Linked DNA regions of Mus musculus: regions 1, 3 and 4 are each linked to region 2. Evidence: chromatin contacts called from public Hi-C and HiChIP or PLAC-seq data. All regions are on one chromosome and are shown on one strand. Each heading gives the region's core, a stretch centred on a gene start, on an enhancer-like site or on the middle of the called end of the contact. The rest is flanking DNA. Distances are from core to core; before and after follow the strand shown. Region 1 holds the start of Il6st (interleukin 6 signal transducer). Region 2 holds the start of Slc38a9 (solute carrier family 38, member 9). Region 3 has its middle 46 kb from the start of Il6st. Region 4 overlaps Il31ra (interleukin 31 receptor A).

What was found. A called contact is a pair of places that touch in the nucleus more often than the background predicts. HiChIP or PLAC-seq counts read pairs in DNA pulled down with a chosen protein or histone mark.
Region 1: a contact with region 2 is called in a Hi-C map of the N1E-115 cell line, with 2.7 times the contacts expected there. The contact joins the promoter of Il6st here to the promoter of Slc38a9 in region 2. A contact is called at or near these places in 7 of 39 promoter capture datasets (3T3-L1-derived adipocytes, embryonic stem cells, hippocampal neurons and 3 more), 2 of 484 Hi-C or Micro-C datasets (the N1E-115 cell line and embryonic stem cells), 3 of 115 datasets of contacts at active chromatin or transcription factors (bone marrow-derived macrophages, memory CD8 T cells and microglia) and 3 of 9 other capture datasets (adipose tissue, liver and pancreatic islet).
Region 3: an H3K4me3 HiChIP or PLAC-seq map of bone marrow-derived macrophages shows a contact between it and region 2, with 3 times the contacts expected there. The contact joins the enhancer-like site here to the promoter of Slc38a9 in region 2.
Region 4: an H3K4me3 HiChIP or PLAC-seq map of bone marrow-derived macrophages shows a contact between it and region 2, with 3 times the contacts expected there. The contact joins the enhancer-like site here to the promoter of Slc38a9 in region 2. A contact is called at or near these places in 5 of 39 promoter capture datasets (the 3T3-L1 cell line, 3T3-L1-derived adipocytes, the HPC-7 cell line and 1 more), 1 of 15 datasets of contacts at CTCF or cohesin (the G1E-ER4 cell line), 12 of 484 Hi-C or Micro-C datasets (the BV-2 cell line, the G1E-ER4 cell line, the HL-1 cell line and 8 more), 3 of 115 datasets of contacts at active chromatin or transcription factors (the SCID.adh cell line, bone marrow-derived macrophages and embryonic stem cells) and 2 of 9 other capture datasets (embryonic stem cells and pancreatic islet).

The regions. Positions count from the first base shown.
Region 1 is chr13:112,460,557-112,466,523 of GRCm38.p6, reverse strand. It overlaps Il6st (interleukin 6 signal transducer), which reads right to left and starts at 2,454. Exons shown (of 17, transcript NM_010560.3): 1 at 2,274-2,454.
Region 2 is chr13:112,659,378-112,665,607 of GRCm38.p6, reverse strand. It overlaps Slc38a9 (solute carrier family 38, member 9), which reads right to left and starts at 4,842. Exons shown (of 15, transcript NM_178746.4): 1 at 4,736-4,842.
Region 3 is chr13:112,507,422-112,513,245 of GRCm38.p6, reverse strand. No RefSeq gene overlaps it. Among named protein-coding and RNA genes, the nearest start is that of Il6st, 46 kb to the right of the region's middle. Within about 2 kb of position 2,260, at least 43 of the 459 cell types and tissues checked have an H3K27ac peak or open chromatin away from gene starts, as enhancers often do. A contact at or near this core is called in bone marrow-derived macrophages, where this site is marked.
Region 4 is chr13:112,528,165-112,534,760 of GRCm38.p6, reverse strand. Il31ra (interleukin 31 receptor A) reads left to right here. Exons shown (of 17, transcript NM_139299.2): 11 at 840-1,025; 12 at 1,749-1,850; 13 at 2,947-3,093; 14 at 4,342-4,482. Among named protein-coding and RNA genes, the nearest start is that of Il31ra, 49 kb to the left of the region's middle. Within about 2 kb of position 4,685, at least 33 of the 459 cell types and tissues checked have an H3K27ac peak or open chromatin away from gene starts, as enhancers often do. A contact at or near this core is called in 3T3-L1-derived adipocytes, bone marrow-derived dendritic cells, bone marrow-derived macrophages and 2 more, where this site is marked.

The DNA of each region.
Region 1 (5,967 bases), core at 1,205-3,704, 200 kb after region 2:
GTCACTTTACTCTGCCATTCATATATTCGGTATGAAAAAGAACGTATTACAGTTAAGGGCTCAGACAGAGCTCAGGAAATCTATGTATAAATATAGAATCTGATAATAACGTGTTCGCCTTTGTATAAAAGGGGCGAGTAAGACCTACTATTTAATAAGGCTTTGAAGGGCACATGAACATAAGCCAAATGTTCTGTGACTGACATACCAAGTTGCCTAAGCAGTAGATAGTAAACTGAATATATTGTGGTAACGGCACATGGTAGTCCTTTACTTTGTCCCATGGTCCCGTTCTAGCCGCAGTTCTACATCCGGATTTCGATCTCTCTAGTTTCCTCTTTACCCAAACCTTAACCAGGTTCCCAGGCTGACCTCTGGGAACCCCACTGAATATTTCAATTCCAATCCCTAAACACCCACAGTACTTTCTGTATCACTCATTATTTCATTGAAACTACTCCCGTATCCGAGTAGTTTTTCACACAGTTTGTTTACCCGATTTTGTAAACTGAAAAACCTAGGTGCTATCTCAGGCATCTTTTATAAATTCCAGAGCAGGCTGAATGCTTACTAAAATCATCTCACCAGAAACCTCACCTGTGATCAATCCACGTTTGCAATCAAAGATGAGGAGAAAGCTTTAAGAACTTCCTGCTTCCTTAGCAGACAAGTTGCAAATGTACCAGGGCCAGGTGAAGCAAATGTGTGGCAAAATGACACCTGAGATCACTTCCAGGGAAAACCCCTTCCTGCTCCCACTGCAGGGTTGTGGACAACACTCAACTCCCCAGACCAAACTGTAGGAATGCGATAAGAGATCCATCAACACAACAGTTTGTAGGCACAGGCTTTGGAGCCATGTTTTTTGAGCCTGTTCCCTTTTCTAGAAGGTAGATATTGTAACACCCACTTCATAGGTATATAATAATCAGTATTCATTCTAGCACTGAACTGAAATGCCACATTCTCTTAGGAAAAACTATTTCAAAATGAAAACACAAAGTCATAAATAAAACAGAACAAAATGCCCAGTTACATAAGAATGTTGCTTTAAATGAGCGGGTAACAGTATTTGTAATATTCTAAATCACTAATGCCAACAATACAAATTTCTACTATAAAGTTTATCCTTAGCTGACCTTTCCCCCACTGTAATTTTTTCTCTCTCTTTCTCTTGTGAGTAGAAGCAAATGAACACACACACACCCCACCCCCAGAAACCTGTGGAAAACAGAATTTAACCGACTAGCAGATTAGTCCTACAAATGTAGCATTCCAGATCAGAGCTCAAAAATAATTCCCAATGATAAATATAAACACAAACTTGGAAAATTAAGACGATGACGATCATCCCCTGATAATGTGTCAGTAATTTCAAATTAAGAGTCGTTCCAACTGGAAGCTGGCAGTCAGTCAGTCACACACGGTCTAAAAGAGTTTGTTTACAACACTGACCAGACCAAAGATTTTTCAGAAGATTCGCGCTGACATTCCAGCACTCACTGACTACTTTTAAGCAGTACAGCTGCTGTAATGTCCAATAACTATACAAATTAAGCCAAAACGAGTTTCTTCTTAATGGAAAAATGACAAGAACAGAAGTGGACCAAGCCCTTTATATTATGTTTGCTTTGAGTTTCTGAATTTTGGTTGTTCATCCAAAAGAGAGCCCCCTGCCAGCTGGAGAAGGGGACACGTTTACGCTTAGGGGAGGAGGTGAAAATCTAAAGACCGATGATGGGCTTGCTCTCGGGATGTAAAGGCACGCGGGATTTATTAGGAAGGGTACGGACCGAAGGGAAAGTTAATATTTATAAACACTGGACTTTCATTAACGCCTAAATGTTAAGATGTCTGGGTGAAAAGTTCGCTCTGGATTAAGAAACATCAAGAGCAGGGAACGGTAGCATTTCACGGGACACAGAAGACCACACTTTCTAGGGCCATGTCCAGAGTAGGATCAGGGAGCACGGCACGGGAACTGGAAGAACGCAGGACGCGGTCACCCAGGACGCGCGATCCCGAGAGGACTTTGGGGCGGGGGCTTCGGAACTGTGCGTCAGGAACGCGGCTGGAGAAGGCGGGTGACAACATCAGGGAAGTCGGAGCCCGGAGCGGGGAGGGAAGGAATGCGGGGATTCCCAGGCCAGCCCGACCAGCTCCGGGCGTGCGCTCGGCGCCGGTCCAGCCCGGCCCCGCTGGGCCTCGGGTGCCAGGTGGCGGCCGCTCCAGGCAACCCGCACCCTCCCGCGCCGGGGCCCTGTTCTTCTCACCTTCCGGACGCGAGCCTCGCCGCTCCTGAGCGTCCCTCAGCCCCGCGGATCCCGGCCCACACCACCGGTCCCTCAGCGGAGCCGCAGCCCGGATGGCTCGAAGCTCTGGCCTCCCGACCGCACACGCCACCCTCCGTCCGCCGCTGACCCGGGCTCTCCTAGCTCCGCCCCCCACGGCCCCGCCCCCCGGAGCCAGAGACCGCGAGCTCATTGGCTCTGGTCAGTCTCGGAGCGCGCGGCCATTGGCTCCGGGTCGCCGGAGACGAAGGGGCGGGACTGCAGGCCTCTGCGATTCCCGTAACGCGGCTCCCGGCGTCCGGGATTCCGGAGGCTGAGCCTGGTCGCCTTTCCTAGACTAGATCGAAGGCTTCCCCGCCGCACTTGGGTGGGTGGCCGGAACGGAAAGTTCCATTTTCTCTAGGGTAATGGGTCGCGGACAGCAACCCAGGTGCCTCCCGCGACCCCTCTCCCCGGACCTCGGCTGTCTCCCTGGGCTGTCTTCCCCAGAGGGCCTGCGAGCCTCCGGCGACTGCTAGGAGGCCCTTGGGACTCTGGAGGCAAGGGAACTCCCTGGGGACAGGGCAGGACTTAGTGGCCCTGACTGTACTCGCCCATAGTGACCGCTTCGGACCCAGGCTTAAGTAAACGAACCTTGCTACTGTGCAATTTTTGTTGTTGTTAGTAAATGAGTTTGGGTGTCATTGATTGATCCGTGAACTGGTGACCTGCCAAGAAACTGTTATCTTTTTGCGGTTTGAGTCGCCTGATGTGTGATTAGAAATACCAAGGAAAAACCTATTTCATTGTAATCCACCACCCTTCCCTTGATTGGAAAACGACCTTAAGGCTGCAATGTGCGTGAGTGCACGTGTGTGATGTGTGTATGTGTGTAGTGTGTATACAAGCAAGTTGAGAAACTTAAAAGATAAGGGATGTGTAACTGTAAAGAAACACTCCAATTTGCATTGGTTATCTTTTACTGAGCACGGAGCCCGCCCTTGGAGTGCAATTGATATAATATATAATCAGTGTAACTCCACTGATGGAAATTGATTTTCTCATTCCCAACATCTACCTTTTGTTTTGCTCTAAAGGAGACAAATGACAGGAAGCTGGACGGATGGAGGGGTGTGTGGGAGAAGTTGAGGGAACAGCAAAAAAAAAAAAAAAATCTGGTAAAAATATACTGTATACAATTCCCAATAAAAAACTTTTAAAAGTGAAGAAATGACTCAAAAAAAAAAAAAAAGAGAGAAGGCTAGAGACTTTTGGAAGAAAGGCTAACATAATGATTTGCAGAGCAAACAAATACCCATTAATTAGTCATTGTAAAGTTCTTTGTTATATTGACAATTCAGATGAGATCAAATGGATCAAACTGCAGTCTTGCTCTCTGCCCCTCCCTCCCCCTTTTCTTGCCTCTGTTGCATCTCTATACCCCCAGCTCTGAATTATGACCCCTTAGCTGTTGGTCAGCTAGTTTGAAAAAACACTGCCAAGGGCCTGGCTAAAAGAGTCTCAAACACACTAGTGGTTGATGTGCTGAAGCTAAAGATGTGTTTGTCTCTTGCTCAGGGTGTGACAAGATCGAATGGAGGGAAAAGACTTGTAAGGGCCTTTGTTCAATTGAAGACCTTACAAAGGTGCTTAGTAGGTCTGCTGAACGACTATTTAAATGCAAATCCTACGGTTGTTACTTCCCATTGCTGTGACCTTGGAAAAGTCTTGAGTTTCTTCATCTGCAAAATGAGGAGGACGGTTCTGACCTGCTAAGTTGCAAGAATGAACTTATTTAAAACAGCGAGAGGGTTTGACGCACTGTTCAGTAAATATCAGGTGTCCTCGAATGACTCCTCTGCCATCGCACCTCAGTAGACCTTTCTGCATTACAGCATTTATTTAAAAGTTTGTTTATCTGAGGTGGTTGTGGATAGAAGGAGGTGAATGTTTTATAATGGATTCACCTGCCTTGGACCATGGGTGGGGAATCCGAAGGCCTATACTGCCTCTCTCGCATACATGACTTATCACTTTGTCTGTATTGGCTCAGCTCAAGCCTTGCCACACAGCAACTCACACTTTGTGAGAGTGATTAAAATCCTGAGCAAAGGGACTGGAGAGATGGCTCAGCAGTTAAAACGCCTGATGCTCTTGCGGAGGACCCAGGTTCAATTCCCACCACCCATCTCAGGTGGCTCACAGCCAATGTAAGTTCAGTTCCAGGGAATCCAACAATCCTCTTCTGATCTCCAGGGACCCCTGCACATACATGGTGCACATAAACTCACAAAGGCACACACAAACATGAAAAGAAAAAGAAAACCAACAACTTTGACAAACAATCCTAAACAGAAAAGATAAATCAATGCTTGATGAAGAATTTTCAGAACTGCAAGACACTAAGAAGGACGCACCCACTCTGTGGAAGTTGCTTGATTTTCCAGACCCCTCTATAGAATATTGGTCCGGAAATAACCCCTTTCTAGTTAAGAGTTAATCACTAGAAATCCCCATTGAACATTGCAATGTATGGGTTTTTGTTTTGTTTTGTTTTGTTTCCCGTTGTAACATCTTGTTGGTTCTAAATATGGTTGATAATAAGTACCAGTTGGTGGAAGAGCGTATAGGGAGAAGACTGGGTAGAGGAGTGTCATATGCCCCACCTTCCTTCTGTGAGTAGGACAGGTGAGCAAAACTAATGACACATGCTCTAGGATGAAGGTGACAAATGTGGAAGACAAACTTTACCTGCTTTGGTCTACCTAAATCTGGCCCTGACCGGGATAGCTGCATAATTCCTTGTCTGTGCCCTGGAATGTTTCTGAAACTCTGTGTCAGTCTTGTAGTTGGTCACCCGCCCTAATGTCATCTAATGAGTGCAGCCTCCTAGTTGATGATTCATTGACTGCTCTGAGCTCACCATTTCTCATCCCTTTCCAAAGATCATCAGCTTCATTGTATATGCAAGCGGTCCACAGGTAAAGCCACGCCTCCAGCCCAGTCAGCTAAAGAAACGATGCCATCTCTCCTAAACCTGGGGCTGTGTTTCCTTCTCAGTACCTTTAGCCACCTACAGCTGTAAGCCTTTGTGCTCACTCCCACGGAATCTGCAGTCAAGGTGACGTTGAGACTTTGTTCTCAGAGCTGATCAGTTGTTTCCTACCTGTTCTCATCTTCCTAAGCAATGAGAAACTTATAATCAGCCATTTTAGCAATACTCTCACCAGGGTCTTCAGTTCCCTTGATCTTTGGCCGTATTTGCCTTATCAGCCTAGTTCCTAACAATGTTCTCTTCCCTTGGACGGTACCTAGTGCTTATTCTTAGTGTTGGAATCTATGTCATTATTCTTGGGAAGGGTCAGGAGTACCACTTGTGAGCATCCTTGACTTTTCTTTCCCATGTAGGATTCAACTACTGTTGATATGTAGCCATTTCCTCTGTACCCTTCTGTCACCCAAAAAGGAAGGTCCTTCTCACACACGCGTGCGCGCGCGCGCGCGCGCACACACACACACACACACACACACACACACACACGCACACACACACACGCACACAATGTTCATAAGGAATATTATTTCACATTCAATCAAACTTTTCTTAAGATCTGCGTCTGGAAACTGACATTATTACATCAAGCATTGGGCTATTTTGGGGGACATGAATTCCAGGAATTAGGGAGGTGCTGATTAT
Region 2 (6,230 bases), core at 3,593-6,092:
ATTTGAAATGTAAATAAAGGAAATATCTAATAAAAAATAAAAAATTAAAAAAAAAGAAATGGATATTTTTGTTTGTATAAAACCATGCCAACCACTATTATTCTATGCACTGGAGTTTTCACAGAGTATTTAGTATAAAGAGTACATTCTGATGTAGAAAAAAATAAAAAGGTTGATCTTCACAGAATCATTGAACAACCACAAACAAAACAGTGCTAAGGAGAAAGGCTGTGCTCCTAGTGAACCATTGCATGCCGTTTTAGAGGAACCCCAGAGAAAAGGACGCATCTGCCCTAGAAAGGGCGCGGGAGGCGCTGTCTTCCTGCTGTCGCCTACTGTCTCATGTTTTGCTCGATGCTGTTTAAACCGTTGAATTTTGGTAAATAAACATTACTGTCACATTAGAAGGAAGGCAGGGGGAAGGAGACAAGGAAGGAATAAGGAGAAACAAACGGAATCTCAGAGAAGAAACTGGTCCTAGATCACGTAGCTGATAGAGCCCCAGCTGGAACTGACTCTGACCAGTGTGATGCCCAATGCTACCTCCTCCACACTGATGCTTGCCTTAAGGAAGAGCTTGAGTGCTCTGAAAGACCCAAGAAGATCTGAAAAATCAGGTCTTCATCATCTAGATTGTGAATAAAAGACCATTAACAGCCAACATAACAAACAGGCCTTAACCTCTAAAACAGATGGAACTGGGAGAGATGGAATTACATGTTTATGCCTCCATTATTAGAAATTAAGCATAATAACTGTTTTATATGAGGCAAACTAGTTTAGCAGACTCTGTTTCCTGACGCAAGTTTTGTTTTGTTTTTTGTTTTTATTTTGTTTTGTTTGAAGGATATTTCCCAAGTCACCTTCAGTCCTCTCAGGGCCAGTTCACCTGGAGGAAGGGTCCATCTGAGAGTAACAACCAATCTTCTTGAACAGTGGAAGAGGTGGGTGACCACATTTCCCTGTTTGTAAACCAACACTGCAGGGTTGGTTCTTAAATAAACTAAGAATATTCATAGGTTCAGAACGAGCCGGTGCTTCTAGGTCCTGAAGATATTTTAACTAGGGGTCGAATACTACTAAACTGGGAAAGAGGAAATATTTAGCAAGATTCTTTAAAGTCAGTCAGCCTTACCAAAAAGTGACTGATATTAGGGGAGACATGACGACCATTCAGGAACTTAGAGGTTCTAGGTTAGCTACACATGCATATATTTATTTTGAGCAATGTTGAAACGCGTGGCATAGTAAAATTGGAGAGTCATTCCAAGGAAGCCCAAAGTTGATTTAAATAAAAACTCATAAACGAGGAGTCCAAAGTTCTTATTGCCTCTTTTATCAACTAGTTAAACATCTTTAAACAAATGAGCAGAGAACGTGGTGGTTTCCAGTCGCCCCAGTCAGACAGCTCAGACTTCAAACTCTCCCGAAACACCGATGGTTCCAAAAGCAACTTAACGGTTTCTAAAAACGAGTAAGACTATAAGATACTCTGCTATGTGATGAAGTGTGTTGAGAAGGGAGAGTTCTGTGACTGTCGGTTAGAGTGCAGGATGGTCTATCCATGGCAAAAAGGCTAAGCATCCATATAATATCTCTTTGCTGCAGTCTTGATACGATTTGGTGGGTGTTCAACAGGCAAGGCAACATAAACAGACATATTCAGTTCTAGTATCTTAACCTTTGAGCTTTAAAACAAAGCCCTAAATCCAAGACTCTTAACCCCTAGCTAAGTCATGAAGAGTTCCTGACTGCTTAAAACTAGTTTTAGTACAGGGATACTGCTATGCTTACCTCCAAGGCTTCAGTGTTGAAGGTAATTATCAAGGCTGGAGAGACAACTCAGTGTTATAGTCCTAAGTGGCCTTTAGGAGATGCTTAAGTCACCAGTGTGATTAGTAGGGGTGCAGGGGTTGAGCTGGCAGCCCCACTTTGCCCTTCCGTCCCTTTTACTTTGTGAGAACTTAGCAAGAAGGAGTCACCCTGGCAGGTCCTTACCAAGCATCCAAAATAACTGCGCCCTGACCTTGGACTCCCCAGTCTTCAGAACTGTCAGATATAAACCTGTTTATAAATAAATTACTTCATCTCAAGTATTTTATGAGAATAGCATGAAAAAATAATAAGACAGGTCTCAAAAGGAAGTTGATGGCTTATAGAATTTGTGTGATACTGGGGTAAAAACAAATGTGAGTTAAAATGAATGTCAGGATTGAAATGGTGACCTTGAGAACAATGGGGATAGGAAATAAAAGGGGTTCTGGCTGGGTACGAGATAGCCAAGCCAAGGAGATAAGGACAGAGCCCTGGAAAAGCAACAACTTTGGCGGCAGGAGGCTCCATCTGGCTCCCACAAAGTCCCTACCACCACCTAAGAACATACCCAAGACAATGTTGCCCTTTCGACTCTTCATGCATCTAATTGCAACATAGTAAGAATGGCTTCCAATAAAGCCTCACCTGGTACATCCCCACTCCTACAGGTCTCTAAAGAGGATGGGGCTCTAAGTTAATCTATGACCTGCATAGGTATGCTAAAAGTCACAGAGATACTAGAAAGGAAAGGATGGCTGATTAATGTGTGACTATAAGTTGACTCCAACCCCAGGCAGCGAGGAGCTGGGGCTTGCTGTGCTTGGTGGTAGCATGGTCAGAGATGGGACTTGCTTGCCTGAAGTGTTCTCTAGTTATGACCTGAAGGGCCTAGGTGTTCTAACACCCTCCCTATAATTATCCATAACTGAATCTATAGTACCTATGCTAAGATGCTAGCATCAATTTGCAGAACACACTAGGTTGTGGTAAGATAAATATTTCTATGGACATAAACATCCAAGGAGTTTATGTTCTTTCTCAAAGGCTGATATTAGTTATTATCTAATACATTTACATATATGATAAAATTTAAGATACGTTATATTGTTTATTAGGCATAGAGAGACTTTTTCTATAATGGGGCAGAAAGAAATTGTTTAAGCCACTGGGCATCTGGAATTATTCAGCTCTGCCTTTTAGTATGACAGATAGTATGGAAATGAGTATACATGGTTGTATTCTAATAACACTTTTTAAAAGGAAAACAGACATCAGCAGGCGATATTTTGGTAAGAGTTTATCTACCTCTGTAGTATTAAAAAAAAGGGAATTGTGTCATTCAAAAACAGCAGCCTGGTAGATGCAGTTATTACACGTGTATCTCTTTTCTCTATAAGTCCACTAGGGTCTACTAACACACATATATTCCTTCTTTATGAAGACTTTACCGGTGTGTTAATAGCTAATAGCCATAATTCTACAATTCTGATGTTACAGGGCGGAGGAGGGGGAGGCGCATTTTTCTACTCTGCTTAACTAATGCTTCAAAGAATGTTAAAATCTGGCAGTGATGGACACAACGTAGTCTAGAAAGCACCAAAGCAATACTATGACAACAAAGAACTTCTCCTTTTCCTAGATGAGCAACACTAGATTTTCTGAAGTTGAGTTTTAGATTAAAACAAACAAACAAATAAACAAACCAAAAACTACTAGCAAAGCACTAAAGTTTAAATGTATTATAAAAACACAGGCCTGCTAAAAATTTTTAACCTCTTATAATTTTTTTCCTTTTTCCTATATCACTAGTGTTGGACATCACTATGTGCACCATAACACCTGTTTTTTTTTTTTTTTTTTTTTACAAAGGTGCAATGACCCATATACACGCTGGGTCTTCATGCTTGCAAGGTCAGCACTTTAGAGACCAGCCATTTTTCTAGCCCTGGGTTTCAGATTTTAAGTCTCACTATTTAAACTGGAGACCATCCGTTCCCCTGGCTCACCTAAGTCCTGGGCTTACAGGCTTGCCCCATGTCTATCTGATTGTAGTTGTTTACAAGGCATACAGGTTTCTCTTTAATTTACAAGTTTCTTTTGATCTACTGAAAAGTTCTGTTGAAAACAAATAACAAAACCCCAAATAAATAGCGAACAAACAAAAACTTTTGTCTGGTACTCCACATGCCACTTCTTTGTTATATTTGAAGGCATGGAATAGGAAAACAGAGAGTGACCTCAACAATAAATGAGGCACTGCCAGGGGATCCTTACAATTAGGTTTTGGGCAAGTTGGCTAATAACTGACTGATGGATAAGCAGATGTCTTCAATTTTTAAGACATCCTGATTTGTAAACCGAGGAGAAAACGTTTGACTAGCTGCCTCACAACTCCAGTATTTCAAGACAGCCAACACAGCATTGCCACCCACAATTAGAGCAGTCAGTCACTCATGGGCTGGGGAAGTAGCTTGGTGGTAGAGCGACTTCATTGCCCAGCCCTGGGTTGCATCTTCCAGCACCTGTCCCAGCACAAGTGAGTCAGAGTCAAACACCAGTGTGGTAGGCACAGCAGGGGCTTCCGCTCCCAATTCTCCTCTCTAGATCTTTCTCTATCCCTGCAATAATCCCAACAGTCCTCTCACCCCGGCTTCGGGTGTTCATCTGCTGTAACCCTTCCTGCCTTTTCCCAGCAGACCCAGACTTTCTCAGCTCCCGCGGACTCCCCGTACTTGACCCATTCGAGGGACCTGCGCCACTCTGGAGCAGTGTCCCTAGCCCGGGGCTTGGCTCTCCCGGCATCCCAAAGACCCCTCCGTGCTGACAGCCCGATGGCTGCAAACTCAGCCCTTCCTTCCTCGCCTGGGCTCCCTCTTGGACTGTCCCAGGGTGAGTTTGCCAGGAGCGAGAACGTGTCTACCTCAGCAGGCCAATCCCTCTACGTCGGAAAACCAGAGCAGGAGGCGAAGACCCTTTCACAGACCTCTCAGTTGGCAGCGGCTTAGAGAGAATAGTCCTCTAAACAGGAAGAGGCAACGGCTTAGGCCGCGGGGGATGGCGGGGGATGGAGTCCTAGGAAAACACAGTCCACCGCTTCTGTGAAAGCGCCGCCATCTGAAACTACAACTCCCAGAGGGCTCTGCAGCAGCCGGCCAGCCTATCAAAGAACCCCGCCCTCCAGCTCCGGAGGCGGGGTCGCTGAGCAGGTGCTCGAACATCTGACCGGCTGGGTTGTCTTCTCCTCCCGAACTACCTAGGAAGAGAGAAAAAGAAGAGATCTCTTTAGGTGCTTTACAGCATCACAGGCCACGTGAGAACAAGATGATGTGCCTGACGTCCCTGGTGACGTTTTTCTCAGGCTTTCCTGGCTCGTGTTATGTTCTTAGGTCACGCCCTTGGATCCCGAGGGAAGCTGGATTGGGGTGGAATGGGGGAGTTGTTAATGAGCATTGATTTTTCTCCTGTGGTCTTCTTGTTTGTTTTGTGTTTGTTTTGGTTTGTTTTTTGTTTTGTTATTCGAGACAGTTTCTCTGTGTGTCCCTGTCTGTCCTGGAACTCACTCTGTAGACCAGGCTAGCTTCAAACTCAAAAGATCTGCCTGCTTCTGCCTCTGCCTCCTGAGTGCTGATATTAAAGGCGAGTGTCACCAGTGCCAGGTCTGGGTCTCTCTCTCCCCCTGGCCCTCCCCCTGTCCCTCCCCTCCCCACCCCACCTAAAGTCAATGTATGTTGGTAATGAAGTCATCTCATGGTAAGATCCCTAAGACTGATATGGCATGTCTTAAAACCAGGGCTCTATAAAGAAAGCTAACATTCAAAAGCAATGTGCTGTAATGTGATCAAGACCCCAAGACCTAAACTTATCAAATAGTAATGAATTCCAAGAATTTTACATTTATCATTTTGTAAAGTCTTTGGAAACTTCATGTTTTACCTATTTTTACCGATAATGAAACAGTCTTAGAAAAGTTGTGACATGGCAAGGCTAGACAGACTTTCAAGTGGCAAAATATCTGGAATTCAAACCAAGGTCTTCCAAACTCTGCTCTCAAACTCTTCTAAATATCCGCTCTGATACTGAGGGCTTAAAATTGCAAGTAGTAGTGAATGGTGCCTTTTAGGGAGATACAAGTTATTTTGTTGACAGTGTTCTTGTTCCAAAAGGCTTACAACTGCATCTGGCTGTACATCTGCATCTGCATTTGAAAATGAATGATACATGATTTTTGTAAGTCTCTGTAATAGGAAAATTTTCTTTTTCCTTTCTTTTTTCTTTTTTTCCTGAATTCCAGTCTGAGAAAACAGTTTTAGTCAAGATTGGAAAGAGCAAAATAAATAAGCACCTTACAACTGCTGGAGAGATACTTAAAACCACAGTAACAAAATTGCTGAATTTGATAAGGCAGCTCTGGCCAA
Region 3 (5,824 bases), core at 1,011-3,510, 150 kb after region 2:
AAAACTGCTTTTGGAGGAAACAGCTCAAAGGAACACACCCACAGTAATATAGCTGGCACTTCAAAACCAACAATGTACTTAGACACGAAGCTGCACATTTCTCTATGTATCAGCATATATTAAGGGGTTTGTCCATCCTCTTCCGAGATATGTTTATCCACCGGCTGTCTTGTCCTCCAGGAAATAAAAAGGAGTTCCAGGAAAAATGACAGACTTGCTGGCTGTTGATTTCTACACAAGCTTGGCAACAGCCTCCTAGTTGACGAGTCAGGACATCTTCTGGACTAGCTCCACGGGACATCCTTTTATCTCTTCATCAGGGGTGGGGTGAGGGGGTGGGCATGATCCACCCAAAGGCCTTCATTTCTGAGCAAATACTCTGTATTATTTGCTCTCTCTCTCTCTCTCTCTATATATATATATATATATATATATGTTTTCTTCTGAGCTCTGATTTTTAATGTAAATAAAATTCATCAAACATGATGACTATTTGGACTATTTGTAAGAAATCATTCTGACTTGTAATATTTTCAGACGCACTTTAGTGTATGTTGGAAAAAAATTTTAAAAATGTATTGCATCTTCCAATGTCATAACAAGGACCACCCAAGTTCTAATTAAGAAAGAGAGATAGATAACATTTTTTGAGGTTTTTAATATGTTGTTTTTGAAAGTATTGGTATTCAACTAGGGAAAGTTGAAAGTATTTATGACTTCTTAGGAATCACGAAACATTTGGGAGTGGAGGGGGGGCAGTTGATGCTGTTGAACATGCCATGAACTCGCTAGCCTCTGACCTTTGTGTCCAACATGCTGTGATTGCAGGCATGCACCACCAACGTGGCTTAGGACACTGGTTAATTTGAACAAGAAAGCCACCAGTTCTAACTACACCTGTAAATGTTTCATACATGAATAACATCTCTGTAAATTCCAAGAGAATGGTGTTGACATTATGTTTTATTACACATTCAATGAAACATTCTTTTATTTCAATTTCATGATTTTTTTCTTGGCTTGCTACTGATGGGAGCTAAGTGTTAAAATGGACACGCCCAACTCGGTCAGTCAGAAATCACTTCCGTGGCCAGCATCACTTAGACACAGTCTATGAAGCAAACGTGTGTGTGTGTGTGTGTGTGTGTGTGTGTGTGTGTTAGTCTCTTGAAGGCAGGTGGTTTTGATGGAAGGCATGGGTCGGGGTTCAGCTGTGTCAGGTGTAGAAGCAGGAAGTTAGGTGCTAGGCTGACAGGACCTGGGCAGTTATCCAAATGGAGCCAGTGCCCACTGGGTGTTAAGTGTGGCACCTAGATAGGCCTTCCACGAATCCTGGAAGTTTGGTGAACTGAGGTTCCGTGAATTTGTCACTTTGCATGAGCCCAAGTACCATCAAGTAACCATCATGGAGGTCCCTCATTTGCTCTGCTGGTCACTGTCATCGCAAGTATAGGACTGTACCTCCTCTGTCACAATTTGGAAGGCTGCTGTTTTATAGAAGTGAGGTCAGGGATGGTCACTTAAGTTCCCCAGAAACAAACCAGGGGACAAATACAGGTCCAGTGACTGAAGGGCTACTCCAGGTGGAACTGGGAAGGGAGCGGGGAAGCATGGAGGGACGGGAAGACCCCTGAGCAGGTCGATCCCTGGAGGACTCTGAAACTGCTCCTTGGAGCTTGTCCACGGTAGGCAATGGACAGACTGCTCTGCCATTGCTGAGACCATGCCCACAGGGTATGCAAGCTCCAGCCACAGCTTTTCAACTCTGCCGTAGTGAACAAGAGCGCCTGGCGGGCTGCCAGACTCAACCGAGCGCCTTCACGCAGGGCTTTTTCAGATAAGTTTACCAAACTTTGTCCTCCGTTCTGGAATGGCCTGTTCTGCAGTTTTTAAGGCAGACCATAGTTGCTGGGAGCAAGAGTGTTGAGATAACCCATTTATAAGTCTCAGACTGGCTGCCTATTCACCTATGGCTTAATAATTTCCTAGGCCTTGTTTATCTAAATCTGTAAAGTGGGGAAATAGAATCACACACACACACACGCACGCACGCACGCACGCACGCACGCACGCACGCACACGCACACGCACACGCACTCACTCGTGACTGAGAGATGAAAGCCAGTGCTGACAGCGCTGAGCTGGGTTCAGCAAGTCCTCTGTGAACAACAGCAACCTTTTTTCCCCCCATCTCAAGTAGGGTGAGTGTCTGAAAGGTTGTACCAGGTCTGCTTACCTTCCAACGCCCCAGCTCTTTCTAAGTATGGCTTTGCACCGTTTTTAGCTTCGGGGTGGGTCTCTGACTAAAAAGGGCTGAACACAGGAAGGCGTGGGCTGGCCAGTTATTACTGAGAACACATTTTCCTGCTCCCCCACCCTGTTGGTGCCACTTTCCCTGACAGCATCCAAGTAGAGATAGGATTGTTCAGGTTGGAGGGACCCAGAACCTTGGAGGAGGCCAGCAGTCTTGGAAGAGGTGTGTGTGTGTGTGTGTTATATGTATGACTACAATTAGGAGAGGGAGGCTTGTGTGGTGTATGGCTGTAATTGGGAGATGTCTATGTGACTCTAATTTCCCTGAAAGAGGAAGTGGACTAGTTCTCAGCTCCTGGCCATCAGTAGTGACTGAAGATTCCCTGACTAGGGTGTATTCTGTGGTCCCTGCTGCTAGCTCCACTTCCCCCAGCTCTTATAGATGGCCTTGTTGGCTTCGGCATGGGCCCTGACATCAAAACCTTCCTGGTTGCTTCCCTAGGGAGGAGGCTGGGTTTGCTGGACCCAGAGACAGGTTCAGTGGTGAAAGCTGTCTAGATGAATCCAGTCTCACAACTCGCTTGTCCCCGACCCCCCTTCTCCTTCCCCCGCTCCCCTAGGCTGGTTGCCTTTCTTTCTCAGGAGTCTTGGTCTGATTGGTCAGTTTTGCCTGATGTCTCTGTTCCATTTTTCTGTTGCTCTCAGCCCCCTTCAGACTTCACCCAGAGCAAAGAAACATTCCCAAATGGTCCCTCATCTCCCTTGGTCTACTTATCTCTCAAATGCTGGAATGTCCTTCTCAGAGTCAATAAAATGGAGAACTCAGAACATCTTCCACTCTCCTGTGGTGACAACCCTACCCAAACACCCACACTGAGCCCTTTGTATGGGAGAACACGTATGCAGTTTGTGGGAGAATCTTTATATATTCCTTTAAGAAAAAGCAAGCAGTAGGAGGCTGAACAATCCTCAGTAAGAGAACCATTTCCCTCTAGGGAAGCAGGATGATAATCCTTTTGAACAGGAAGGACTTTTATCCATGTACACAGTGCAGTCAATCAGCTGGGAGACTACATCAGAAGGCAAGCTGGGCTTGTAGTAGTGTGGGACTTAACCAAATATTCCAAAGAGAGGGTTTTGTATAAAGCTCACTATAGATTTGAAGGGGTGAGATTCACTCCTTGACTAGGTTGTAGGTGTGATCCACCATGTTTAGATTAGACTTTAGTAGCCACGACCTTTCCTTACCTAACTAGCCAACTTAGCTTTATGGCGAGGCAAACATGGACATACAGCAGCACAGGCACTGACAAGCCACAAGGTGGCGCAGTACCTCTATATTTGGTCCCTGAGCACAAGGGACCATGGACTGGGATGAAGATGCTGGGATTCCAGAATTTATGTAGTAAGTATGCAAACTGTCGGCTACTGTCATGTCTTCTGTTATTGAGGCCAACACTGTGTACCAGTTTATTCTAGCTCCTAGTCCATTATGCTAAAAGAGCATTTAACAAGTCATAAAACCCTCATAAAATATCATCTATACTAAGACCCATGCTAACCAACACCAGTACTGATAAATGCTGAAACGCCATACATGACGACACTCAAGACGGTGGTGACCGCAGACAGAAAAGACAGCAGCTTCTTTCTCAGATTTATTTAAAGGGTTAGAGATGATATAGTAAGACATTTATGGCAGGGTCAACATAAACATGATCGCTTTGGTTATACTTCGCACATGCAACTTACTACAGAGGTAACACAGGTACAAGCTTCCATGTGAAACTGCACGGGTGGTGGTGGTGGTGGTGGTGGTGGTGGTGGTGGTGGCAGGAAAGGAGAGAGAACTGTGCGCACGTGGAGTACAGCTAAGAGCAAAGGTGTAAGAAGCCATGCCTAATGCCTACTGCCGCGCCAGGCTAGCAAAGTGCATTTGCTTTAAAGTCTATCACACACAAGCATTAAGGCTACAGAGCTTCCAACCCCTCCAACATCCCTTTCTTTCTGGCACGTCACATTGTCCTGCTTACGTAGCAGCACTTGCAGTCTGCAGCAACCAGACTAAGCGAGCAATCACAGGACTAAGAATTCCTACCCAACCAGCCTGGTACATTTCCATCCCAACCCTCCCTCACCAGCATTGACAACTGGTTAAGTAAAAGGAAAACAACAACAACAACAACAACAACAACAACAAAACCAAAACTGACCAGTTTGTGGGAGCTTACAGGTGGCAAAAAGCCCTAAGAGTTAGACCGAGTAACATCTGGAGCCTGCCATCACCTTTTCCTCGTTAACTGAGTGAGCATATGCTAATCTGCATGTGACAGGAAAACAAACTTTTGTCTATGAACTACTTATACCGTTTGCCATTTGATGGCTGTGTTCTAACTCATCGAAAGGCACATTTGAAAAATGCAATCTTACCTGGGCAAAGTAACCTACCAGCAGTACCTATAGCCGAAAGCTAGCCCAAGAGGTTATTTTTAATAATTGACCTTTACTTTTTATTTACTTTTTTTTTTGCAGCTTATTGATTCTACTTATCTCATTAAAAACTTTACTAGACAGAAGTTGTGTTAAAAACTTGCTTTTAAAAGAAACTCAGGGACATGAAACAGAAGAATGAACGTAATAGGCTAAAGTCTACTGGCTTGTTCTACTTGGTTAATATATGTCTATAACAATGAGGCATCCTATGATTACTAGGTCTAAATTTATGCCATAATTTACTAATTATGTGAGTAGAAAAAAAGAGACAGCTTTAAAAATAGTATGTGATGTCTAATTAGCAGTCCTACTTTTAACAGCTTTGATAGTGTCCCATGAAGTGGAAACGTAAGTGTTCTTTGGAAAGTCAGCTGTGTTGGATGTTTTGCTAAAGCAGACACGAGAAGGAACGTTTCGCTGAAGTGGACACGGGTGAAAGGATGCTTTGCTAATGCATGTGAACGGGCAGGTGATGGGTTCTTTGTTCACTACATGCCTCAAGTGTTGTTGAACTCCATCTGTTGGGCCTCCATAGAGAGAAACACTAAAAACTTCTGATGTGGTTCTGGTGGCTTGCAGCTTCCGCAGACGCGGGCTGATTGGCAGAGTGATGTCAGCTGATACAGACTCACACACAAGACCCGAGGTGAGCCCAGGCCCGAGGACACTTGATATTTGGAGGGAGTATATACAGGACTCAACGGATGGTGATGGCCTTACATATCTTCGTTTCACTGAGAGGCACAGCTGAGAACTTCGAGTTCTTCCTGCTTGACTTGTGCTGAGGCCGAGGCCTGGCCATTCCTGCTAGTTATGCCACTGCTGCTGCTATCCTGACACTACTACCGACCTGGACTGCTGGTGTAGCCTTGACATGTTTGCGAGTGGATGGAGCTGCCACTGCTGACCTGTCAACTGAACAGCTGATTTTCTGACAGTGCACACAGGAGTTGCTCCAAAGAACCATTTTTTAAACAGGTCCACTTCCCCCACATCCTTTCTTTTCCACTACCTCTGGTGGGTGGTGGGCTACAAGGGAGGCTAAAGCATTTAAGAACCATTATTACAATTAGGGTTG
Region 4 (6,596 bases), core at 3,436-5,935, 130 kb after region 2:
AGGTTCAAGGGTCCTCCTGCCTCTGCCTCTCAAATCCCCTGAACTCAGCATTTTATGTGGACGTTGAGGGTCAAATTCAGCTCCTTGTGCTTGTGTCTTAAGCACCTTACAGACTGAGCCATCTTCCCAGCCTTGCCCTCCCCCCAATTTCCCTCTCTTATAAGAACATCAGTTACATCAACTGCAGGGGCCACTGTCTGCATTACTTCTACAGTGGTCTCATTTCACATAAAGTCATTCTCTGTAGCGCCAGGGTATTATTCTGGAGAATATTCATCGATGCATAACAGCTGTGGGCAGGGGACACAGGGGAGAAGCAGCAGGAGCCCCGAGGCAGAGGTGACAATGCCCAAGCTCTGTGCTGCTTGCCCTGGATCTGCTCTTACGTCACCTTCATCCTCTCCAACCCAGCGACCTTTTCAGGTTGACAAATTACCTGACTGAGCTTCTGGGAGTCACAGTGGGAATCTCAAGTGCAGAGCCAGTTTGAGAAAGGAACCCATGAGCTGCAGCCTTTAGGGATGAGGATAAATTTCCTCTCCTGCTTGGAGACTTTGATTTACAGAGGACACATAGGCTGCAAGTCCCTCTGGATCCTAGCTAACTAGCGAGATCTGTTTCTGGAATCCCGTCAGTTTAAGGGAGGTTAAAGCAGATATAAAAGGCATTTAACCATCAGAGATACTCGATAAAGGAAAAGGACAAGGACGGAAGGGAAGTTTTCGAGTTACAATGGAGATCTTGAGCTTTGATCCTTTGCAATTTGGCACTGACTGGATGCCAGTGGGGCCTGTACATTTGGGTTGATTTGTGAACCAATCCTTTCTCCCTCTCCTCAGCCTTCCAGTACATTAAGAGCATGAAGGCCTACATAGCCGAGCCCCTGTTGGTGGTGAACTGGCAAAGCTCCATTCCTGCGGTGGACACTTGGATAGTGGAGTGGCTCCCAGAAGCTGCCATGTCGAAGTTCCCTGCCCTTTCCTGGGAATCTGTGTCTCAGGTCACGAACTGGACCATCGAGCAAGGTAGCTGGCTCAGAGCCTGCAGGCTGCTGTAGCGCAGGGTTTGGTTTCACTTAGATCGGCTTTGAAGGCTGTGTGGACAGCACTGGAGATTAGTAAATGTCACGGTTCTTGGCATTTCCCAGGCGAAGCTGGCACAGAAAGCCAGGTGGGAAGCAAGCATAATCTTATCCACTCATGTTAATGGAGACAGAGGGAAATAATAATGTTCACCAGCTACCCTGCTAGTGATAATCATAATTTAACAGAAAAGAAGTAAGGCTTTTAAAAATAGTGCTAATTAAGCCTGCTAATTTCCTATGAGCATACAATGTGTTTTGCCCATATCTAACCAACTCCTCCCACATCTACTTCCCATTTTCTCCCACCCCTCCCAACTTTCTGTCCCTCCCTTTATTTTTATTTTTTAAATAACCTACTGAGTGGAATTAGTGCTGCCCTATTAGGCATAGGTGTAGGGCCACCCACTGAGAGTGATTGGCCTACCTACTGGGGAGTGGGAGACACACCCTTGAAGAAGGAAGGACCCCCACCCCTTCATGATGGAGCTGTAATATTCTTGAAATGGTCTCAGTTTAGTTCTGGGAGTTAGACAGAACATCTCAGAGCAAGAGAAGGCATTAGAGAGAAACAGAACGTCTTCTGTAAGTCTTAGGCCACAACTCAGTCCTCTATTTTTCTACTCTGTGTACTTAAGCAGCCCTCTCTCCCCCCTCTCTCCTCCAGATAAACTAAAACCTTTCACATGCTATAATATATCAGTGTATCCAGTGTTGGGACACCGAGTTGGAGAGCCGTATTCAATCCAAGCTTATGCCAAAGAAGGAAGTATGTGTGGACCAACTGTGGGGGAAGGGAAATAGGCTATTACAAGTTCAGATGCAGGGCTGTCTCAAGGCTCATTTCTAAAACATGCACCATCTTCATGTTCATCTTCAACTGTGTGTGTTTGACACACTTGAGGCCAGAGTATAGCGTCACTACATTTCAAAGGTGGGTAGATATAAAGAGTCCAAGGAGTCCAGCCACTTCCTACTTTACAGTGGGGGAATTGAAGCTCTCACAGAGGTGAGACTCCTTGCCTAATAACAAAACAGCAGCTGAGACTGTCACCAGCGTTAACATTAATTAAGATCAATTCAGGGAGCCTAGCAAGCTCATCATACACACATTAGAAATGATTCTCTAGGAGTGCACACGTGGGTGTGCACGGTGGTCATGGGCGTTTTGATGCACATGTATGAAGGCTAGAAGCCAACCTTATCATTTCTCAGAAGCCATTCACCTTGTTTATGTTTTGAGATTTCTCCCTGGGACCTGGGGGCTTGCCCATTGGTGGAGCTGCCCATTGGCTGGCCAGCAATTCCCAGAGATCTGCCTGTCTCCACCCCTTCAGCTCTGATATTGTCACAGAGGCCACCATGGCCAGCTTTTTACTTGACCTTATGCTTTCACGGCAAGTGCCTTCCCTGCTGGGCTATCTCGCCTCCTCTCAGGTGTCTTTTGCGAGGCAATAGGCAAGGTACACCACTCAGACTTTATCTTTTGGGAAATGAGCATCTTCTAGATTCAACACTGGAAAGCGTCTCCTACTGTATAAAGGTAGGCCAGGGAAGCTATACTTTATAGACAGGAATGAAAACTGGGTGCTAATTGGAATTGGGGACCTACAGGAAAGTACATTTTCTTGGGGATTTGAAATTCCTTGTCATCTTATATAAGATGCCTGACTTTGGGGGGGGGGGGAACCCAATCTCTACAAACAAGTTCACTCCTCAGTCCCCCGGTTCAACTTCCTTATCCCAACCCCAGCATTGTGGGTTTTGCCTGAAACAATGGTAGCAGCTCTAGGGCAGCGGTTGATCTTCCGGGATGTGATTCAGCCTTGGTAATTTTTTTTTTTTAATCTCCCTGACCTCTGAAGCTCCATTAAAAGGTCCTGAGACCAGGGTGGAGAACATCGGTCTGAGGACAGCCACGATCACATGGAAGGAGATTCCTAAGAGTGCTAGGAATGGATTTATCAACAATTACACTGTATTTTACCAAGCTGAAGGTGGAAAAGAACTCTGTAAGTGGGCACATGGCCAGGCTGAGCAAGCTCAGTCCACCCCTCCGCTCCCCCCATCCCCGAGATGATGTGAATAGACCTGACACAGAGGTGGCTCCAGGGCTGTGACCGGCATAGTCATCCAAACACTTAGCTTCTCTGTGCTTCTCTGAAAATAGAATCGAGGGCACTACCTCAGGAGTTACAAACGTGTAAAGAAGTCCTGAGGAGGACTGGGAGGAGTTGATAGGACCTCTCCTGCTCAGTCACAGAATGGGTGGGTCCCCTCAGACTTTTCTGACCATTGTTTTGGGTGGGATTTGCCCATCTTAAAGAGTAGATTTGTATGCAGGGACAGCCCTTGTTTGATGGTACTTGTCTTAGTGCAGAGCTCTTTAAGTGTAAGTTCTACCTCCCATTGCCCAGAGCTTTCTTTTTGAGTCCACAGTATCTTCTGACATCCTAAGCTCTGGGCTAGGCTTGGATTTCCGTTTAGGCTAAATTTGATTTTTATTACATTATAGTACACGTAATGTAAAACTTGGTACTAAATATTTGAAGGTGTATAGTTCAGTGATCTTAAGAACATTTACCAAATTGTGTAACCACCACCGCTCTTTTCTCCCCCTCCATGTGGAAGCTCTGTGTTCTTTTAATCAATTGTTCCCGGGCCCCTCCTCCCATGGCCTCTGGTAACTACCGGACTCTGCCTATAGATTATTATTCAGATTATTTCACAGAAGTAACAAGGCTGGGGAGGCAGCTCAGAGCCCGAGCATGTTTCTAGCATGCACGAGGTTTTACGTTCACTGCAAAATAAAATAGGTTAACCTTACAGCCTGAGTTTTCCCAGGGGTATCTCATTTAGAAAACTTTTTCCCCTAGTCACTAATGATATCAAGCACTCGTCTGTTGTAGTTATTGGCCACTTGCATATCTTCTTCAGAGAAAGAACTTCATCACCCATTTTAACATTAGATTGTCTTTAATGAAGTTCAGTTTAATATTGTTTGGGGTAGTTGCTTGTGCTTTGAGTATCATATTTTATAAGAACCCTCCATAAATTCAAAGTTGTGGATTAGTTATTTGGGCTTTTGAAGGGTTTTATACTTTTAGCTCTTATGTTTAGGTCATTGATGCATCTTGGTAGACTTGTTTTAAGTGGAAGTTGAGAAGTTAGAATTGCAGGTCAGGGCACCCTGGGTCAATGCGAACACACATTTTCAGTTTGGCTTGCTATACTAGATCGGTTTCTATTTTTCCTTTCAGCCAAGACTGTTAACTCTCATGCCCTGCAGTGTGACCTGGAGTCTCTGACACGAAGGACCTCTTATACTGTTTGGGTCATGGCCAGCACCAGAGCTGGAGGTACCAACGGGGTGAGAATAAACTTCAAGACATTGTCAATCAGTGAGTACTGGCTTCAGGCCTCATTCTGGAGTTTACTTCGGGTTGGAAATATTTGACAGGAGCAAGGAGAGCCAGCAGAGGGCAGCAGAGCATGGCTTCTCCTGCTCTCTCTGGCTCACTCACCTCCCAGGAGTTACTGAGGAGCTGGCAAAGGGAGGGCTGAGTTAGACCAACAGGCCATTTTGATCCTTGCTGGTAAGCAGCCACAAATAATCTTAAGATGAAGCAAGCAACATCCACTTCAGCCTCAGCCACGTCAAAGGCTGTTGCCTGAGCTCACACTGCCCAGTTCCTAAATGTCAGGAGTTGTGCAATAGAACCTGGGAAGGAACAACTGGTTGATCAGAGGTCACTGACAAGGGACTTAATGTTACCATCTGCGGTGGGGCTTTTGTTTCGTTTTGTTTGTTTGTTATGTGTATTCAACTTATCAGCTTTTACGTTGAAAACATGAAAAGCAAGACAAATTTGTTAGATATCACATATAATGTGAAATATAATAGTTTAATAATTGAGTAGGAAAGCTGAGGGCATGTAATAGACAGAGGGAAAAGAAGAGGAAAGCCAGTCTGGTCTACAAAGTGAGTTCCAGGACAGCCAGGGCTACATGGAGAAACCCTGTCTCAATCAATCAATCAATCAATCAATCAGTCAATCAATCAAAATTCAAGCAGCATTGACAAGTTTTGCAATAACTACTATAAACCAAAAAAGTCATCTTGATGTATCTCAGAAGCCCCTTGTTATTTATGTTCCTGAAGACTAAAGTAGACCGTGGCTCTGAGAACCATGAGCAAGATAACACGTTCTGTCCTGCAGCCTAACAATGCCTTCTTGGTATTCTTTTTGATACAACTTCTAAAATAACTTTTTTTTAAAAAAAATAAAAATCATGTTACAGCTTCAGAAGACTGGGTACAAGTTGTGTCAGCTCATGAAAATTTCTCTCAGGATCAAATTGAAGGCACAATCCCGTGCTGGACCCTTAAAAGTTCTCTCCTTGTTCCGTAGATTTGAGGACAGACTACTCTACTTCCCTCCTGGGTCCTCCACAACCCATTCTCCTTTTTATGAACGACTATTTATTATTATTATTATTATTATTATTATTAATGTGTATATGTGTGTGTCTGAGTAAGCTTATGTACACCACATGCCTGCACTGGTTAGAACAAAGTCTCGCATCGCTTGCAACTGGAGTTGAGTTGCAGGCAGTCGTGAGCAGCTGTGTGGGTGGAGAGAGCTAGACTTCTGCAAGAGCAGCCAGTGGTCTTATGACCATCTCCCAGACCTCTAGAACCGACTCAGGCACAGCAGCCACAGTTTAAAGTTCTAGATTTTCTGAACTCACCAGTTACAGCTTCATATTTTAAACAAAATACAAGCTACCCTCCCCTTACCTCATTTCCCATCACTTTCTGACTCGGTTTCTCTCCCTCTTCAAAGCTTTGCATCTCCCTTTGCTTTTCTGCAAAATCCAGGGCAGACTCTAGATTAGATCTAGCCAGGCAAGGTGATGCACGCCGGTCTCCGCACCCAGGAGGCTGAAACAGGAAGGTCTAAAATATAAGGCTAGATCAGCCTACACACAATGAGACCCTATCTGGAAAATTAAATAAGTGATACATAAATAAATAAATAAATAAATAAATAAATAGAAGATTAAGAGGCTAGCCTCCCTTCACTTTGCCCTAAGTACTCTATTTGATCATCTATTTTATCTGAAGTATTTTTAACATTATTCTATTACTTAGGGTCCTCTAGGAGAACAGAAGTGATGTGGTTTAAGTGATTGGAAGCTAGGTTCTTCAGCAGTGGCATTCACCATGCAGGGACCCCGGTAGCCACTCGGTCTGAGAAGTCTGAATCTTTAGAACAAGAGTAGGAGTTAAGGCCGCAGTCCCCGTCTAAAGATGGATGCCTGGAAGCTCTCTTCAGAGTTGTGTCCAAAGGCTGGCTAAGCTGAAGTTGGAAATCTGTGGATAATGACCACAGCAATCAGTGTTCGTGCTCAGGGAGAAGAGAACTTGGGTGCACTGACCGTCTTCCTCTTTTTCGACTTTTAGCCCATCTGGTAGTGGTATTGCCAGCCTATCAGATGGTATTGCCTGTGT